Regions from separate parts of the Mus musculus genome. Here region 1 is linked to region 2. A link is a contact called in public Hi-C data. All regions are on one chromosome and are shown on one strand. The core of a region is the stretch at or near the end of the contact, and the rest is flanking DNA. Distances in the headings are between cores, read along the strand shown.

The links. A called contact is a pair of places that touch in the nucleus more often than the background predicts.
Region 1: a Hi-C map of uterus shows a contact between it and region 2, with 4 times the contacts expected there. The contact joins the enhancer-like site here to the promoter of Oxtr in region 2. A contact is called at or near these places in 3 of 39 promoter capture datasets (liver and macrophages), 1 of 15 datasets of contacts at CTCF or cohesin (liver), 22 of 484 Hi-C or Micro-C datasets (ECoMG myeloid progenitors, the G1E-ER4 cell line, bone marrow-derived macrophages and 8 more), 3 of 115 datasets of contacts at active chromatin or transcription factors (embryonic stem cells and liver) and 2 of 9 other capture datasets (adipose tissue and pancreatic islet).

What each region holds. Positions count from the first base shown.
Region 1 is chr6:112,552,363-112,555,062 of GRCm38.p6, reverse strand. No RefSeq gene overlaps it. Among named protein-coding and RNA genes, the nearest start is that of Gm35706, 7.4 kb to the right of the region's middle. Within about 2 kb of position 1,297, at least 18 of the 459 cell types and tissues checked have an H3K27ac peak or open chromatin away from gene starts, as enhancers often do. A contact at or near this core is called in adipose tissue, brown adipocytes and uterus, where this site is marked.
Region 2 is chr6:112,488,465-112,491,164 of GRCm38.p6, reverse strand. Oxtr (oxytocin receptor) reads left to right here and starts at 1,340. Exons shown (of 2, transcript NM_001081147.2): 1 at 1,340-2,286. The coding sequence starts at 1,368.

The sequences.
Region 1 (2,700 bases), core at 48-2,547, 64 kb before region 2:
GACAGCAAGAGAGAGCATGCAATGGTCATACTGTGTCACAAGGCCCACCAAGTGTCGAGGATGGAGAGATAGACTCCAGCTGTCCATGGGAGATGTTGCAATGTACCTTTAGAGTTGGTCTAGACAGAAGGAGGAATGGAAGACTGGAACCATTTTTTCTTTCAGTTTATTTAAGCAAACCCTCTGGTTCACATTATTCACATCCCTCTCATATGTACATATGCTTATTCTCATCCTAGTTTCTTACCACCAATTTACATCAAATATGCCCTGGGCTTGAGATCTAAGGGCCTATGATTGTTTTCATGTTCCAACAAGACCTTTCTAATGTGGCTCTTCATCTGTGAAATCGTATTCCCACAGTGGTTACATGATCAGTGGAGCCTTTTGGGAACTGATGCAGCCATTAAAGGGAAAGACCAAGAAGGGAAGCCACCCAATTGACACATCCTGGAAGTACATTGATGTGAAAGAAGAAGGATAAATGGGATGCACCACAGTTGCTGAGAGAACCGGAAGGAGAATTGGACACAGATAGCTCTGGCCATAGAGATACTGAAACCTAGTTGGGCTCATGTTGAGAGGTCTTCCTGTGTAAGATGGGAATACGTCATCAGGTCTAAGTTTTGATTCTGCAAGTGACTGCCTGGTCTGTCTCTTTTCATCAGCTCTTGGGCCTTCTCTCAGAACAACTCCTTTGTATGGCCTTATTTGTCTCTAGGTTGCTTTCTCAACTCCATTCTTCTGCCCGGTGATCTCAGGGCCAGAGGCCGTTTGGCAGTGGAAATGATCTTGCATCACAGCTGGATCTTAGAGAAGACCAGCAACGTTGTCATGTAATAGCTTCACTGGAAGCCACATGAGTTGTTTATGAATCTGACTTAAGTCAAATATAGGTGACCAAAAATCACACCTAGAATTATTCCCCAGGTATCATTAGACATATCCATGGCTACTTTTGGTCCTTAAAAATTCCTCAGCGTCGTTTTTTTTCTAGATGAAAGGCATCAACAACTTCACCTGGCCATGTCTTCACAAAGGATCTTCCATCCATACTTATATCTGTAGGGGAAGGTACATAAAAGTCCCATTGACTTGGAGACCTCCCACCTGGGCAGTGGCAGCCTCCCTAGTCATAACTGAGCAGTTGTGATGTCTAAAGCAATCCCTCCTACAAGTAGGCAAGGGTTAAGTTTTGATTGTGTAAGTGGCTAAAGGCTATAAAGCTACAGAGTGCTAAGATAGGTACTCAGAAAAGTCCATCTCAGACTCAAACTCCTTTTTTATATCTCCCATTCCTTTACTAGAGACCAATTGCTTTGGATTAATTATTAACTTGTCGCAGGGCAGCTACCGGCACAGCCATTGTCATGGATAATATATGTTAATTACCTAGCTTGGTGCTTGGCCCTGGAATAAGGGCTCAGCAAATCTTCTCTTCCTCTTCGCAGCACATTTCTGTTTTCCAAAAGGGCCCTCTTCTTTTACAGCTCTGTTACACTGCAGGGAGGAACATGGGCAGCCTCCATAACTTCTGTGTAAGTGACTTGCCTGGTTCTTTAAACATATATTAAGAACCTATGATGTGTGAGGCTCTGTTTATAGGCACTGGGGCTATGCCCCTATGTAAAGCTGCTTTTATGCAGCTTATAGTTGAGTATGTGGGGTGGGGGTGGGGGTAATAACTAGAGAGGACATAAACACCTCCTAAAATACTTAAAGATGGAAGCTATCGAGGGGGCAGAGACTGGCCATCTGGGAAGCCCCGAGGACTGGTTATAATTGAGTGTGGGAAGAAAGGGAGGTTAGACAAGAGGAATGGAAGGGAGTCTGAGGATATGGGGCTTCAGGGCCTCCTCCACAGTTTTGTCCTACGACTACAGAAAGGACAGTTTAGTTCAAACAAACAAATAAATCTACAGAAATATGATCTGTCATGGCAAACGCAACACTGTTAGTCACTATTTCCTCAAGAATCAGAGACATGGATTTGATTATCAGGACCCTTCAGACCTATGCTAGCACAGTCCCACCTTCCTGTCCCCTCTTTGGGCCTTTGAGCTCTGGTTTCTATCTGTGAGGTGAGCCTACGTACTGTCTGCCCACCTGTGGCTTCAGGAAATGACTGACACCTCCCATGGGAATGTGAGCTGAGTTCAGGCAAGACTAATGGCTGCTCCCCGGATGCCCATTGTCAGATGTGCACTTCTCTGCCCAGCTGTGCAGTCCTCCTGCCTGCCTCACTGGGTTCCAGCTCTGGGCTATCTTTTCTTTTGGGCGTCTAGTCACCGTCCAGATGGTTGGCAAGTCACTGTGCCCCTAGTACCATGGCAGCCTGGCCTGGGCGCCATTCCAGAATGTCATTGCTCACTCCTATCAGAAGTGTGAGAACTGCCTGCTGTGTTATGTGTTTCCAAACCCTTCCTACTCCAGAGCCAGATGTGAGCCACCACCCTTAACCCAGGAGCTATCTTTAATTGACATCCAATTGAAAGGGAAAAATCAGTTTTCTCCAATGGAGTCTCATTGAGTGTATAAACCACACTTAAGGGCCAGCAGCAGTAGAACTTTTCTGTCCCGTTGCTTTGTTTGCTTTTGTTTGCTTTTGTTTGTTTGTCTGTTTGTCTGTCTTAGTAGTCTTTTGCTTATATATTATGGCTTCAATTTTGTATTTTTATGGGTTTTATTTTGTTTTTGTGT
Region 2 (2,700 bases), core at 91-2,590:
ATCTGAGCGACTACCGGGTTAGCTGACCCGGATCACTGGGATCGCCGCGGCCGGTTTGCTCTGCCCCCTAGCGGACATATGTGGTGCCGCAGCTCAGGGTTCCCGTTGTGGAAAAGCTTCAGACAGCGCCGCGCGCTGACTCGGTCAGCTCACAGCCTGGCTGGCGCTCTCCCCTTGCCTTCCTAAGGCATCCAGCCACCAGCAAAGCCGCAGGCTAGGTAGGAGTTTGCAAAGACGCCGAGATCTCTACCCCTGGTGGCACGGAGGGTGGCGCCAGCAGCTTTCCCAATCTGGGCGGAGAATCCATGCATCTCTGAGGCCATCCACTGTGGTGCAACTTCCCCGGTGGCAAGGCAACTTTGGGCTAACCTGCAGTCTCGCTTCAAGTGGCTGGGTCCTGCGCACTGTGGCGACAGGATGCCTAGGACCTACCTGTAGGACCCTCAGGTTCGGAGGGAAGGATCTGGCGCGTTTCACGTCTCTGGTTCCGGGAGGTGCTCAGGGTGTACCGAGAGAGACTGAAAAGTGACAGCTTGGACGAAGGTGCAAAGCCCCTGACTGTCGGGGCTCCTGGGCTGGGGATTCTGTGAAAGGCGTCCTCTGGGGTCTTTGGCATAGCAGCCTTGCGTTGCGCGGGGGTGGGGGTGGGGGTGGGGGTGGGTGGGAGGTAAGGAGGGGGCACTATGCTCGCAGGCGGGAGTCCCTCCGGAAGCAAGCGGCGTTGGGAAGTTGTGGGAGCTGGGGCTGAGTCTTGGAAGCAGGAGGTGAAGAAGGATGGGCTTTTGGGGGGACCCCAGGAAGATGTACCCGTAGTAAAGCTTTTTACTACGGGGGCTGGCTTCGGGGATCCCTTAGGGCGTGGCTGTGCTGTGTCCTGACAGGAGAGGTGTAGGTTTGGGGGTTCTCTGTGGGGAGAGGCTGCTGGGGGTGTGTGTCCTTGTTCTTGGGCAGAGTGGTTAATCGCAAGCTTCCTCTCTGCAGGCAGAGCGGCTGACTCTTTCCTGGGACCTAAGCGCAGGGGCATCTGCAGAAGCTCAAAGGAGGTACCTCAAACTAGGATTCCTACGGTCACCACCGAGAAGTCACCACCACTGCGCAGCTCCAAGGCTGGGCTGGTGCACTGAGACTCAGGTAACTTCAAATTCCCAGGGAGGGGACACACACGCCCCACTCGCGGGTCCTAAGTGAAGCGCAACGGTCTTGTCACGGTTCTCCTGGTTTGTTTCAGGGAGAGGACAGGCAGGTCAGTGCCAGAGTGCTCCCATAGACACCTGGACTGAGCGCCGGGCCCCGCCCCACGTGCCACACTTTAAAGAGCCTCAAGGCCGGGTGCTCCCTCAGGGTCGCGGTCGCGGTCGCGGTTGGTCATGGAGGGCACGCCCGCAGCCAACTGGAGTATCGAGTTGGACCTCGGGAGTGGAGTGCCACCAGGGGCGGAGGGTAACCTCACGGCCGGGCCGCCACGACGCAACGAGGCCCTGGCGCGCGTGGAGGTGGCGGTCCTGTGTCTCATACTGTTCCTGGCTCTGAGTGGCAACGCGTGCGTGCTGCTGGCGCTGCGTACGACGCGCCACAAGCACTCGCGCCTCTTCTTTTTCATGAAGCACCTGAGCATCGCCGACCTGGTGGTGGCCGTGTTCCAGGTTCTCCCGCAGCTGCTGTGGGACATCACCTTCCGCTTCTACGGGCCCGACCTGCTGTGTCGTCTGGTCAAATACTTGCAGGTGGTGGGCATGTTCGCCTCCACCTACCTGCTGTTGCTGATGTCGCTCGACCGCTGCCTGGCCATCTGCCAGCCGCTGCGCTCACTGCGCCGCCGAACCGACCGCCTGGCGGTGCTGGCGACGTGGCTCGGCTGCCTGGTGGCCAGCGTGCCGCAGGTGCACATTTTCTCGCTGCGCGAAGTGGCGGACGGCGTCTTCGATTGCTGGGCGGTCTTCATCCAGCCCTGGGGACCCAAGGCCTACGTCACGTGGATCACGCTCGCCGTCTACATTGTACCGGTCATCGTGCTGGCCGCCTGCTATGGTCTCATCAGCTTCAAGATCTGGCAGAATCTGCGACTCAAGACGGCAGCCGCGGCGGCAGCTGCCGAGGGGAGTGACGCAGCCGGTGGAGCTGGCCGTGCGGCGTTGGCACGGGTCAGTAGTGTCAAGCTTATCTCCAAGGCCAAAATCCGCACAGTGAAGATGACCTTCATCATTGTTCTGGCCTTCATCGTGTGCTGGACGCCTTTCTTCTTCGTGCAGATGTGGAGCGTCTGGGACGTCAATGCGCCCAAAGAAGGTAGTGAGGGTGGAGAGGAAGAGGGTGGCAGGGCCAGGCCCTACTTCCACTATCTCTGGACTCCCAGGGTTCTAGGGTCTTTCTGGTTCCACATCATCATCAGTCTCTGGTGGCACTCCACTCCCGAGGTCCATCAGTCTCTGGACTTTGAGGAGGTCACTTCTCTGTGTCTCCAGGACTACAGCATAGAAATACCCACGAGAGTGCAAACTCTTGCCAGAAGGCAGGCAAGAACTCCAGTGCAGGCCTGGGGCAACTTTCAGTGTGAAAATTCTTATTGAGGAGGGGGAAACTGAGGCAGGCGACTGTCTTTCCTACAGAGAGACAGAATGGAAGTGGGTTTTCATCCTGACCACAGGCTCAGGCTTTCTCTACTTTGAGTTTAATTTATGAGTTTAAGTCAGCCTGAGCACA